2 separate regions of the Mus musculus genome follow, and region 2 is linked to region 1. The links are chromatin contacts, called in public HiChIP or PLAC-seq maps. All regions are on one chromosome and are shown on one strand. The core of a region is the stretch at or near the end of the contact, and the rest is flanking DNA. Distances in the headings are between cores, read along the strand shown.

Region 1 (6,521 bases), core at 3,648-6,147:
CTGTCATGTGCTTTGTCACAGCAAAGAGATGCTAGGTGTGGCACTTGGGCAACTGGAGTAAACGCAGAATCCCTTTCTACAACACAAAGAAACACACACACACACACACACACACACACACACACACACACCAGGTGCTTTATGAAACACACACACACACACACCAGGTGCTTTGTGAAACACACACACACATACCCCAGGTGCTTTGTGAGCAGAAGCTGGCTTCTCTTTCCAACGATGGTCATCCCTGGACTCAGATGAGAGCTCTCCAAGCCCAGGGAGCCGCAGAGTTGGGCCAAGGTTCTGGCCCTGTTCTGGTAACCTGTCAGTCACTGGCTTTCATTTGGCAGGACTGCAGAACACTCAGACCACAATGGTCCTTACTTCTGCCATATAGTCCTGAACTTGACCCAGAGGAAAATGCTCCTCAAACCCTGTGACATGGCAGCTGATGGTCAGCTGAGAGCACGTGTGAGAGAGGACGGTTCATTTAAAAGCAGCAAAGGCCCATCCATCTTTCACAAGGGATTTGAATCCACTGCCTTTCCCACAGTGAAATTGTAACACAGAACAATGCGGTTACTTAGTGGTGAGCACAACTTAGCTCTGAACCGAGGAGAGAAACGTGTGTCATTCGGCTGCTATTTGGTCCTTGACTTCATTTTTTAGTTTATTTTACCTATTAATGCTGCATTCGTTCATAAAAATGTTTCATAACAATTTCTTTTCATGAGGAATCTTTAAGCAAAAGTAGTTGCATCTGTGATTTAATTTTTTAAAATTTTATGTTGTGCATATAAATGTTTTTGCCTGCAGTTATATCTATGTACCATGCAGTTATATCTGTGTGCCTTGTGCCCACAGAGGTCAGAAAAGGGTGTGAGATCCCTTGGAACTAGAGTGACAGACAGTTGTGAGCTGATACGTGGTTGTTAAGATTTGAACTCAGGTCCTTTTGAAGAACAGTCAGTGTTCTTTTTTTTTTTTTAATTTATTTATTTATTATATGTAAGTACACTGTAGCTGTCTTCAGACACTCCAGAAGAGGGCATCAGATTTCGTTATGGATGGTTGTGAGCCACCATGTGGTTGCTGGGATTTGAACTCTGGACCTTCGGAAGAGCAGTCAGCACTCTTAACCACTGAGCCATCTCACCAGCCCCCCAGTCAGTGTTCTTAATCACTAAGTCATCTCTCAATGGTTTTCTTTTGTTTTCTTGTGTGTGTGTGTGTGTGTTGTGTAATTATTTTTATCATTTCTCCTTGGCCACATGTGTGTGCATCTCAAGAGACGGGGGTCCTGATGAGAACCCAAAAAACTAATCATGGACCTAGCAAGAGTCTGTTGCATTCAATGCCCACCCTCACCCCACTTTGCTATGGTCCTTGAGACTGAACATAGGACTTCATACATGATAGGCAGGTGCTCTACCACTGAGCTACCTCAGTAAAAATAGGGTCTACAGGTCTGAGTTATCCAAACTCAAAGACTCACTCTGTAGCAAGTCTTAAACATATGATTCTCCTGCCTCAGACTTCTAAGCAGTGGGATTATAGGTCTGTGCCACCTGGCCTAGCTCAGTCACTCTGAAAAAAAGTACAATGTCTGCCCCAGATCTTTCATTCAACCATTACCACTTCCTCCCTGTTCTACACACACACTCACACACACACACACACACACACACACACACACACATACACACACAAATGTGACATCACACTAATACATTTATTTTCTATTTCTATGTGCAGCTTTTAAAAACAATAACTAGAAATATACTACATATATACTTATGCACTACATATATACATTATACTACATATAATACATATTTCAGACATGTCCTCTAAAATGGAAAGAAACTCCTTAAGAGTTTTCTGAATGCAATGGGCTGCACTTTACAGAATGAAGGTCAAGGGAAGGGAGGGCTTTTGAATCCACCAGTGAAAAGACAGAATGGTGCAGAGGGGCGTGGTCAGGAATCATGAAAGCATGCCGTGACCTGAGGTTATTTGTCCTTATCTGTCCTGGAGGAAAGGGGGGGGGGGTGGCGCCAAGAAGCACACGCTGTGTCTTCAAAGTGTGCCCTGACACTTGCCCTGGCCTGAAACCTTCAGGTGGGATGGCCAAAATTTCCCAAAAAGGAGCAGGGAGGATGGGCAGGGAGCCAAATCCAGCCTGAAGTCATGGTTCAGGACGCACATTCTATTTCTGACTGTGACACTGTGCAATGATTTGTCCTTCACATCCTGACACTGCCAGCTATAATATAACCAAGGCCATAATCAGCATTATGAAACAGTTCCGTCTCTAAACAACAAAACAAAAAGTATTTAAAACATATATATATATATATATATATATGTGTGTGTGTGTGTGTGTGTGTGTGTGTGTATATATATACATATATATGTATATATATATTAAAAACACAATTTTGTTATGCTGATTTTTAAATGCTCCATTTACCTTTCTATCTATAACAACTGCTTTAATAGTGTCTTCTTTTCTACTTCATAAATTCCTAATCTACCAAGATGACTTCTGATCAGCTTCCAGGTTCCTGATCAGTATTGCAGAAAGAAAGGTTCTAGAGAGCTGCCCGTGTGTTCAGCATCTTTGAAGGTAGAGGTGGGAGGGCAGAGTTCTCTTAAACGGGTATGTCTGTTTAGCACTGCCGTTGATAAGGACACTCTGCCCTTTCAGAGAGTAGGTGGCCTTGCCCTGTGAGGATGGAAACCCTGTCAGTCAGTCACTGGCTGCTGCAAGGAGAAGGGCCCGCCTCATGTTGAAGCTCCCTGACCCAGTGACAGAAAGCCTTGACAGTGCATACACTACAGAGAGTGACACTGTGTGGCCCGTATGAATGCTACAGTGCTAGCCCCAGCCAGTGAGGACCTGGAAAGCCACGACAGAAGCCAATAGCATAGCTGCAAAAGAGATGGCTGAGACTGACCCTGGCCTCCAGACACATGCATGCACAAAAGTGTAGCAACACACACACACACACACACACACACACACACACACACACCCCGAGAAGCTAATGTGGCCTTAAATTTAAATATCCAGCTGAGTGTAGTGGCATTAATTCCAGCATTTGGAAGGCAGAGGTGGGGATCTCTTCAAGTTCAAGGCCAGTTTGTTCTAATAGCAATTCCAGCATTTGGAAGGCAGAGGTGGGGATCTCTTCAAGTTCAAGGCCAGTTTGTTCTAATAGCAAGTTCCAGGGCTGCCAAATCTACAGAGAGAGTCTCTCTCTCTCTCTCTCACACACACACACAAAAAATAAATACATAAATATCCAGACACTCCACCATCTTGGAAAATATTAAGGAAAGTGTTTCACTGGCTTCTATTTTATTCAAGAAGTCTCTGGTTCTAGAATGCACTCTCAATAGAGACAAAACATTAACCATGAGACTCAATAATCATACAACTGAGAAAAAAAGACCATGACTTCAAAGCTGTACACTTTTCTACTGTTCATAGAATCTTAAAATGTCACCAAAGCAGGATGCAGCTTAGTAGGAGGGTGCTTTAGTTTAGTTTAGAATGCACAGGGTCCTGGGTTTCATCCCTGGGGTGAAAAGAGGTAAATGAAAGCAAAGGATGTATAACATCAGGGACATTAACCCTAATGTCCCAATTATCATCAACCACCAAGATGCCCTGAAGTCCACTGAGACCCATGATGCTCTCGTAATTTACACAGCCAGGCATCCAGCTATATAGTAGGCAGCCATTCCATTCTCTGCCCACAAATCTCTGCTTATCTCCCAAGATCCTGTTAGACACTGTGGCGTGGGGAAGCACAGGTCAGCCACCCCTGACTGCCGAGTGAATTTCTCACTATAGCCTAAGCTACAGCGAGACCCTGTCTTATAAAAGAAAGAGGACGAAAGGAAGTCAGGGAGAGAAAGAGGGGGAAGGGAAGGAAGGATAGGAGGATGGATGGAGAGAATGAATGATTATTTGAATGTATGAATGTATGAATGAATGAATGAATATGAATCAAGCCACGTTAGACTCTTGCTCAGGTAGGGAAAGTTGTCTCAGAGAAGTGACCCCTAGCTGTGATTTAAGATTGCCTGAACCCAGGAGATATTCACCTCTGATATCAGACCCCCTAAGTCTTCAGGATAGAAATACCAACAAAGGTCTCGAGGGCTTCTAGAAGCCTGCCATCTTCATTCAAAAGCACTCAGGAGATGCTGGTGAAACCAACAGTGCAGAAAAGCAGGGCTTACTGATCTCAGCTGGGGTAGTCACTGGAGGATGGTGGCAGGTTACAACCATTTCTTGTTCAGGGTTTGTTTGTGACAGGGTCTCAGGCTGGTCTCAAATTCCCTAGGTACTCCAAACCTAACCCTTGACCTTCTTGCTTCCTCCACCTCCTGAGTGGGTGCTGGGATTTAAGTCAATCCCACGTCTAAAGTTCTGGAGCTCAAGGCCCCCTGCATGCAAAGCAAGCACTCTAACCGCCTGAGATATACCCCTAGCCCATGGTTCTTCTTTGAGACGAGTTTCTCTCTGTACTCCAGGCTCGCCTCAAATTTGCAGTCCTCTTGCCCCAGTTTGCCAATGCTTGGCTCACAGGCATGAGCTACCACCACGCCTGAAAATTTGTTCCTGATTATGATCTTACTCGGCAAACTTTCAAGGTGTAATAAAGTTGTTTTTTGTTTGTTTGGTTTGTCTGAATTAAAAATTGGTAAGAACATGTATCTGTACAAGTTCTACATTAAAAAAAATTATGCCAAGCTTAAATGCAGAATTACAGGCATTAAGAAAGAATATGTAAGCTGAGAGAGAGGAGAGAAGGAAGAGAGACGGGGAGAGGGAGAGAGCAAAAATAGCAGGCATCTCCACTGAATGGGGTCTGTAAAAATAGAATCCACTCATGGGTGATCAAGTGGGTAGGCTAGCCATGGCTCCCCAAGCACTTAGAAAGACAGTCTTATCCAGACCTGGCCTTAATCAGAAATTCTGAACTGAGAACTTGAGGCTTCAACTGCCAGATTCATGAGCCTGCCTTCTGTCTAACCCACAGGCTGCTCAAAAATTCAGAAATGCAAGTGCTAAGAAGTGTAGCAGGAGCTGCTGCTGCTCGGATTTTTCATAAAAGCCAAATCTAGCCTGGAGGAATGAGGACTTGAGCAATGACCTCTCTGATATGTAGGAATCTTCTTCAAAACAACCAGAAAAGGGGGGTAGGGAGAAGGTTCAACAGTTACAGCAGACATGACAGCAGTAAGAACTTGCCTGTCTAAGCTGGCCATGGTGAATCACACCTGTAATCAAAAAACTTAAGAGGCTGAGGCAGAGGACTGCCACTAGTTCAAGGCCAGTGAACATCTTTAACATGGATTCCCCCCCCCCAATATGGTTTTATTTAAGAACAGTCTTGCCGGGCATGGTGGTGCACACCTTTAATCCCAGCACAGGCAGATTTCTGAGTTCGAGGCCAGCCTGGTCTACAGAGTGAGTTCCAGGACAGCCATGACTATACAGAGAAACCCTGTCTTAACCCCCCCCCTCAAAAAAAAAAGAACAGTCTTGATTAATAGAGTCTTTCTTGTAAAGATGTGCAGACAGAAGCTAAACACTCACTACTCCAGTCTAAAGTACAATCCTTCTTTAAGATCTATTTTATTATTTGTGTGTCTGTGTCTGTGTGAGGATGTGTATGCATGCGGAGCTAGAATGGCCGGTGGTGCGAGCCAATCAACATGGACGCTGGAAACTGAACTTGGAACTTGGTCCTCTGCAAGAGCAAGTGCTCTTTACCCCTTGAGCCCTAATTTTAAAGATATGAGATGGATATATGTCCGGTTAATGTGTGTGGAGGGGTGTCTGTCAGAAGAGAATGTTGGGTGTCCCGCTCCATCTCTCTTTTCCTTGTTCCTTTCAGACACGGTCTTTCACTAAACTTGGAGCTAGGCTGACAGCCAGCAAGGCCCAGCAACCCTCCCATCTCCACCCCTACACATTGCTGGGGTTACAGGTGTGCAGTCAGAACTCAGCTTTCACATGGATGCCAGGGATTTGAACTTGGATCCTCATGCCTGCACATCAAGGGCTCTTAGCCAATGATCCACTTCCCCCAACTTAAACTTGATTGATTTTGATGAAGGTAAACAGCAATTAATACAGGAACAAGTCATCTACTGTTGATCTCACATCAAAGTACACCTCTTCTGTCCCACAAAGCCGATAACTCCTCAGTTATGGTTCTCTACATCCTTTTCCCATGTCAAACTTCCCCTTAAAAGACAACATGGCCAGGCATGGTGGTGCATGCCTGACATCCTGAAATAAAGGACAGAGGCTGGACAATTGGGAGTTCAAGGCCGAGTCTGGACTACACAGTGATTTCCAGGCTAGCCTGGGCTATACATGTGTTCTAGCCTATACAATGAGGCCAGTCTCAAAAAGCCAGGAGTAAGTGCAAGCTGGTCTGCGTCTCCATGTTCCCTCACTGCCTCATAAAGACCGTGCATTACTGTGAGGCTAA
Region 2 (6,282 bases), core at 2,588-5,087, 66 kb after region 1:
GGAGAATGTTTTACTGAGAACAGAAATGTGGTGTTTTCCTGGAAGCTGCCTGAAAAAAGGGTGTGTGCTCTTTTGCTAGGGAAGATGCTTGAGAGAACACATGATGTTTGGAAAGGGTGTAAATATAACCCAACAGACAGTGGCTGATACAGTGTGGCCTTGCCATACTTTGGTCTTCGCTGACGATGCTGTGGCATTGGTTCACCTTGCCTTCTTCAATGATCATTGTTTTGTCGTGACTGTGTAGAGAGAAACACCACCAAAGAGCTTCTGGTGGTGCTCCGGCAGCTTCTTGCCACTTTCTTGGACTCGGGGGGATTGGAAGAGCCTTTCGATTTCTTCTAGATTGAACAGCTATTGCCTGCAAGTGGATCAAGTTCACTGTGTGAACTGCTGCTATCCTGACAATGAAGACTGGAATAGCCTCAATGAACTATTTCTAAACAGGTCCACATCCTCCTCTGCCCTGTTTACCTTTCCTGTCCACTACCTCTGGTGGGTGGTGGGCTAGAAGGTAGGCTAAATCATTAAAGGGTTAAAGAACCCTTATTAAGTAGCTTTTGAAAAATAAAAGCCTACAGAGAGCTATAGAGACCTACTTGTCCCTGCTTCATCTGTGCTAGGATTAAAGCCATGCACCACCTTACCCAAATGAAGTGGCAATTTACAAAAATAAAAGTCCTTTCAGGGCTGGAGAGGTAGCTCAGAAGTTAAGAGCATGTATTGCTCTTGAAGAAGATCTGGGTTAGTTCCCAGCATCAACTGGAACAGCTTGCAGTTGCTTGCAACTCCAGCTCCCTGAGACAGGCTGGATGTGGGATCTGATGTCTCGAACCTTGGACACTAATACTCACATGCACACAGTGCACAGTCTTACCTCATGCACACACATAATTAAAAATAATATATGCTGGAGAGATGGTTCAGCAGGTAAGAACACTGATTGCTCTTCCAGAGGACCCCGGTTCAATTCCCAGCACCCACGTGGTGGCTTACTCTATAACTCCAAACCAGGGAATCTAATGACCTCCTCTGGCCTCTGAAGCCACCAGGTACCTCACATGATATGCACACAGGCTAAACACCCATGCACACAAAATAAATAACAAAACAAGCTTAACAATTTTGCCTGTACAATACTGTTTTTTTTTCTTTTTTCAGGAAGCTTCTCTGAGATACTGAATGTAAGATTTCCCAATGTTTAACATGTGCACACACATGTATGCATGCATGCATGCATGCACACAAGCACACCTAAACCCATAGCTTTGCACATGTTAGGCAAGCACTCTGTTACTGTGGTGTTTCCCATCCTGTCTTTAGCAGGATGCCATCCGCTCCCTGGCTCCTTATCCGTAGAAAACTGACCCCCAGCACTAAGAGCCTTCTTCAAAGGATGCAACTGTTCTCCTCAGAAAGACATGCCATTCACATATCGTGAGAAGAAAAATGCTCTATTGAAGTGCTGGTATGTTGTCTCTAGTAAGTTTCTTACATGTAGTTGTTTAAGGGGAAAAACTTAACAGTGCATATTAAGCTTTAAAATCTTAGAGGTTGATTTACAACAGAAAATGACACAATATACAAAAAGTTATTGATATGCTTGGATAACTTAGAAAAATACCTAAAGGCGTGGTGGCACACGCCTTTAATCCCAGCACTCCGGAGGCAGAGGCAGGCAGAATTCTGAGTTCGAGGCCAGCCTGGTCTACAAAGTGAGTTCCAGGACAGCCAGGGCTACACAGAGAAACCCTGTCTCAAAAAAAAAAAAAAAAAAGGAAGAAAAATACCTTTAATTGCTTTTGTTTAAAGTTATCAAACTACAGTTTTTGAAACACACACACACATGGTATGGTGGTACATACCATTAATCTCAGCACTTGGGGAAGCAGAGGCTGGTGGTTCTCTGTGAGTTCAAGGCCAGCCTTGCCTACATAGTGAGTTCTAGAACAGTCAGGGCTACATAGTAAAGCTTTGCCCCCATCCAAAAAAAGAAAAGAAATATGTATTTCTATTACCTATATTTATACTTAACAATATATAACTGTAGGTTTTTATTTTATGTGTATGAGCATTTTGTCTTTGTGGTGCGTGTGTGTGTGTGTGTGTGTGTGTGTGTGTGTGTGTGTGTGTACCACTTGTATGCCGGGAGCCTACAAAGGCCATAAGATCCCCTGTGTTGGATTCCCCTGGAACTAGAGTTACAGAAGGTTGTGAGCTGCTATGTGGCTTCTGGGAAACAAACCCAGATTCTGTGAAAAAGTAGCTAGTGCTCTTAACCACTGAGCCCTCTCTTCAACCCCTATAATTAAAAAAGAAAAAAAAGTCTGCCATCCCACACAATAGGATGATAATGGTCTGTTCCTGGCTCTGGAATGTCAGCTTGTTAAAGACTTCCAGAAATAGAATGAGTGCATTAACTGGAATGCACATATATCAAGTTCCAGACACATGTTTCCAAATTGTTTCCTAAAGGGTGGTAATGCCTAAAACATTATTGATATTGTCTTAAAATGTCTTTGTCAGGAACAAGGAATATTACTTTCAGTAATATTATTAAATAGTAAATAATAAATATCACTTATATACTTTATTTCTTTAACATTTTCTTTTTTCTTTTTCTGCTTTTTTGAGACAGGGTTTCTCTGTGTAGCCCTGGCTGTCTTGGAATTCACTCAGAATCCAGGTTGGCCTGGAATTCACAGAGATCTGTCCGCCTTTGCTTCCCTAGTACTGGGATTAAGGGTGTGTACCACCACTGTCAAGCTACTTAAACACTTTCTAGTTTAGTATGCACATGATATGTACAAAGATGCATATCTTTCACACCTGTTATGTGTGTTTGTGTGTATTCGAGAGTGTATGTGTGTGTGTATGAGTGTGAGTATATTGTGTGTATGTATGTGTGAGTGTATATGTGTGTGTATGTGACTGTGTATATGTGAGTTTGTATATATGTGTGTATGTGTGTGTATGAGTGTGTGTGAGTGTATGTGTGCATGTATGTGTGAGTGTATATGTGTGTATGTGTGTGTGAGTATATGTGTGTTTGTGTGAGTGTATATGTATGTGTGTATATGTGTGTATGTATTGTGTATGTGCGAGTGTATATGCATGTGTGTATTTGTGTGTTTGTGTGTGAGTGTGTATGTATGTGTGAGTGTATATGTTTGTGTGTATATGTGTGAGTGTGTGTGTGTGTGTGTAGGCCAGAGAGGAGATCCAGTGTCCTGCTATGTCATTCTGCCTTATTCCCTTGAGACAGGGTCTCTCACTGAATCTGGAGCTAGGCTGGCAGCCAGCAAGCCCCAGTGATTCTCCTGTCTACACTGACTCTGTCCTGGGTTACAGGCTTGAAAGACCATACACAGCTTTTTTTTTTTTTCCACATGGGTCCTGGGAATTTAGACTCAAGTCCTCTTATATACACAGTAAGCATTTTTTACCTACCAAACCATCTCCTCAGACCTGTACTCAACTTTTAAAGATATGCAATACAGATAAAATAAACCATTTATTATCTGTAGATTCTAGTCCTAAAATCTATGTCAGTTTTCAATATCGGAAGTGGCAAATATTCAACAAAATAAGCGTAGCATGAGGCAGAGAGAAGAGAAGAGACTTGGGCTACCCATACCGCTAATTTAATGAGTTTATAAGCAGATCACTGAATGCTTCTCAACAGCTGAGAACCACTAAACATTTTTTAAATCCTGTATCTCTCTAAATGGCATTTGAACATTGTTTTAGAAAATTTTTACAACATGTTCAGGGTTAATGAATCAGTATTTAGGCAACAGTATATACATTTCTAATTCTATGTTCCACATGGAAGACCAGGGAGAGGTACTTTAGTGTCACCTGCTGGTCTTCAGAAGTATAACAGGTGCTTCTTGTCAATTGTGTATTTCCAAATCCTTTTCTTGAAAAACAAACAACAAACTCAAAACTTAAAATATTTATTTTAAAAGTAAAATATTATGTGGGTGTGTTGAAAATGCCTTTAATCCCAGAACTCTAGAAATTGGGGCAGGAAGATCAAAAACTCAAGGCCAGCCTGGGCTACATAAGACAGGGGGGGTTGTTTTGTTAAATATTCCTAAAGTTGAGAAAGGATTTGTTTTGGCTTTTCCATTCAATTCTTTTTATTGATGTTCAGAAATTCACACAGCAACAAGCGATCAGAGCTATTAAAATGATATCCCTGGGCTTCATTGCTAAGATCTTGTTTAAACCACTGCTTCTAAGACCATGATATTTTGTTGATATATGAACCACTGTATTTTTTTTCCCCCGTTTTCAAGCACTTTTCAAAGTGCTTTCGAGTATGTGGCCAGATGTAGACGTTGCATTTTGAGTTTATTTTGCTGATGACATCCGTACCTCCTTTCCCCCGTCTGTCCTCCCCTCCCCTCCCTCATTCTTCTCTTTCCCCCCTCCCCTCCCCTCTTCCATCTCTTTTCCTTCCCTCACCCCTTCCCTTCCTTCATGTTCCCTCCTCTCCTTTCCCTTCCATTTCTCTCCCTTTCATTTCTTTTTAACAACAGTCTCGATGGGCAGTGGTGGCCTTCAATCCCAGCACTCTGGAGGGGAGGTAGAGACAGGCAGATCTCTGTGACAACCAAGGTTATATAGAGAAACCCTGTCTTGCTAATAAATCCAGTCTCGTGCACCCCAGGACGGCTTTGAACATTCTGTGTAGATGATGAAGTTCTTGAATTCCTGACCCCCTGCCTCCACCTTCAAGATGCTGGGATTACTGGCAAGTGTCACTGTGTCCAGCTAATCCCATTTCTTTTTTCAACAAAAGATAAACTTGGGTGGGTAATCAAGTGTCGGAGGCCAAGCCTGACAGCCTTCCTTCTGTGTCCTTGGCACTTGCAAACACTGTCGAGAGAGTGTTCACACATCCACACCCACACATACACCCATACAGACATACAGACATACACCCACCCACCCCCAGACACACACATATAATTTCCCCCTACAAACATATACTCACTCACACACACACACACACACACACACACACACACACACACACACACACACTCACAAACATACACACATATACATACATACATGCTGGGTGGTGGTGGCACACGCCTTTAATCCCAGCACTTGGGAGGCAGAGGCAGGTGGACTTCTGAGCTCGAGGCCAGCCTGGTATACAGAGTGAGTTCCAGGACATCCAGGAATACATAGAGAAACCCTATCTTGAAAACAAAAAACAAAACAAAACAAAGCAAAGCAAAACAAAACAAAAAAGCAATAATAAATCAAACCAAAAAAATCAACATACATACACACACATACACACAGATGAACACACATGCAGTCACACACATATACATAAATAAAAGTTTAAAAATAACTGGGTATGTGTTTCAGGGTTTTGGAAACAGCTCTTCTCCTGTGTCCTCACAATTAGAAGACAGGCTAGATGTTCCTAGGGTAGTGCTTTTCCAGTCATGGCGTCAGGCTTCAGGGAGGCCCTTAATAAGAAGCTCTTAGTGAGAAGAAAGGACTGGGGGACTAGTCACCCTTCCTTTCATAACAGATTCAGGCATAGTCAGAATTATTTAATTAAATAAATTATTAATAATTAAATATTTTTTAAATTATTAAAAAGTCCCAAACATCCAGTTTCCAATTTCCTTATGTATTTTCAGCTTATGGTTATGAATGTACTCAGACATTAGTGTAAAATTCTCAACAACAGAATATGGCAGTTAAAAAATATTTAGCCATATTAAATAATTCATATGTCTCAATATTAAATAACAAAACTAATTTATCATTGCGATATATTTCCTAAGAGAATATTTATCAAGGACTAAAACTTCATGTTTACTTAAATAATTTTATGAAAAATTTGTCACCATAATCGGTATTTGACTTCTTTTGTTGTTCTCCGCAGTGAACACCTCATGTAGACATAGGTTACTGTCTGCAGAGATACATGAAAGGTGGTTTTTATTCTGTACTGTTTGCTTTAACCAGGGTAAGCTAACGATGAGAGACTATGTTAATCCAAAGGAGAGAAATGCAGGACCTTTGCCAAGAGAGCCTTTAAAAGAGCAGCTGTGTTTCCCACATTTCCAGTCGGAGACAAGTACAGAAAGTCTGATGCTATTGCAATGGTGAGCCCCATCTCTGGAGAGAAATGGATGGCAGAGCCTCCATCCTCACCTGTGTGGTCCACAGTGTATATCATTTGCCACAGTGACATTGAAGCAGGTTTGGTGGTGGTTACCTGGTACTCCTGGGGCTAGGCCG

What was found. HiChIP or PLAC-seq counts read pairs in DNA pulled down with a chosen protein or histone mark.
Region 2: an H3K27ac HiChIP or PLAC-seq map of heart atrium shows a contact between it and region 1, with 5 read pairs. The contact joins two enhancer-like sites. A contact is called at or near these places in 4 of 39 promoter capture datasets (cranial neural crest, embryonic stem cells and pre-B cells), 16 of 484 Hi-C or Micro-C datasets (CD4 T cells, CD8 T cells, the HL-1 cell line and 10 more), 4 of 115 datasets of contacts at active chromatin or transcription factors (the SCID.adh cell line, cardiomyocytes, embryonic stem cells and 1 more) and 2 of 9 other capture datasets (adipose tissue and liver).

Annotation. Positions count from the first base shown.
Region 1 is chr13:12,315,409-12,321,929 of GRCm38.p6, forward strand. All of the region lies in intron 1 of Actn2 (actinin alpha 2), which reads right to left. It overlaps Gm40667 (a long non-coding RNA gene), which reads left to right. Exons shown (of 5, transcript XR_873138.3): 4 at 5,919-6,140. Among named protein-coding and RNA genes, the nearest start is that of Gm40667, 9.0 kb to the left of the region's middle. Within about 2 kb of position 4,898, at least 10 of the 459 cell types and tissues checked have an H3K27ac peak or open chromatin away from gene starts, as enhancers often do. A contact at or near this core is called in heart atrium, where this site is marked.
Region 2 is chr13:12,382,639-12,388,920 of GRCm38.p6, forward strand. No RefSeq gene overlaps it. Among named protein-coding and RNA genes, the nearest start is that of Heatr1, 9.6 kb to the right of the region's middle. Within about 2 kb of position 3,838, at least 5 of the 459 cell types and tissues checked have an H3K27ac peak or open chromatin away from gene starts, as enhancers often do. A contact at or near this core is called in heart atrium, where this site is marked.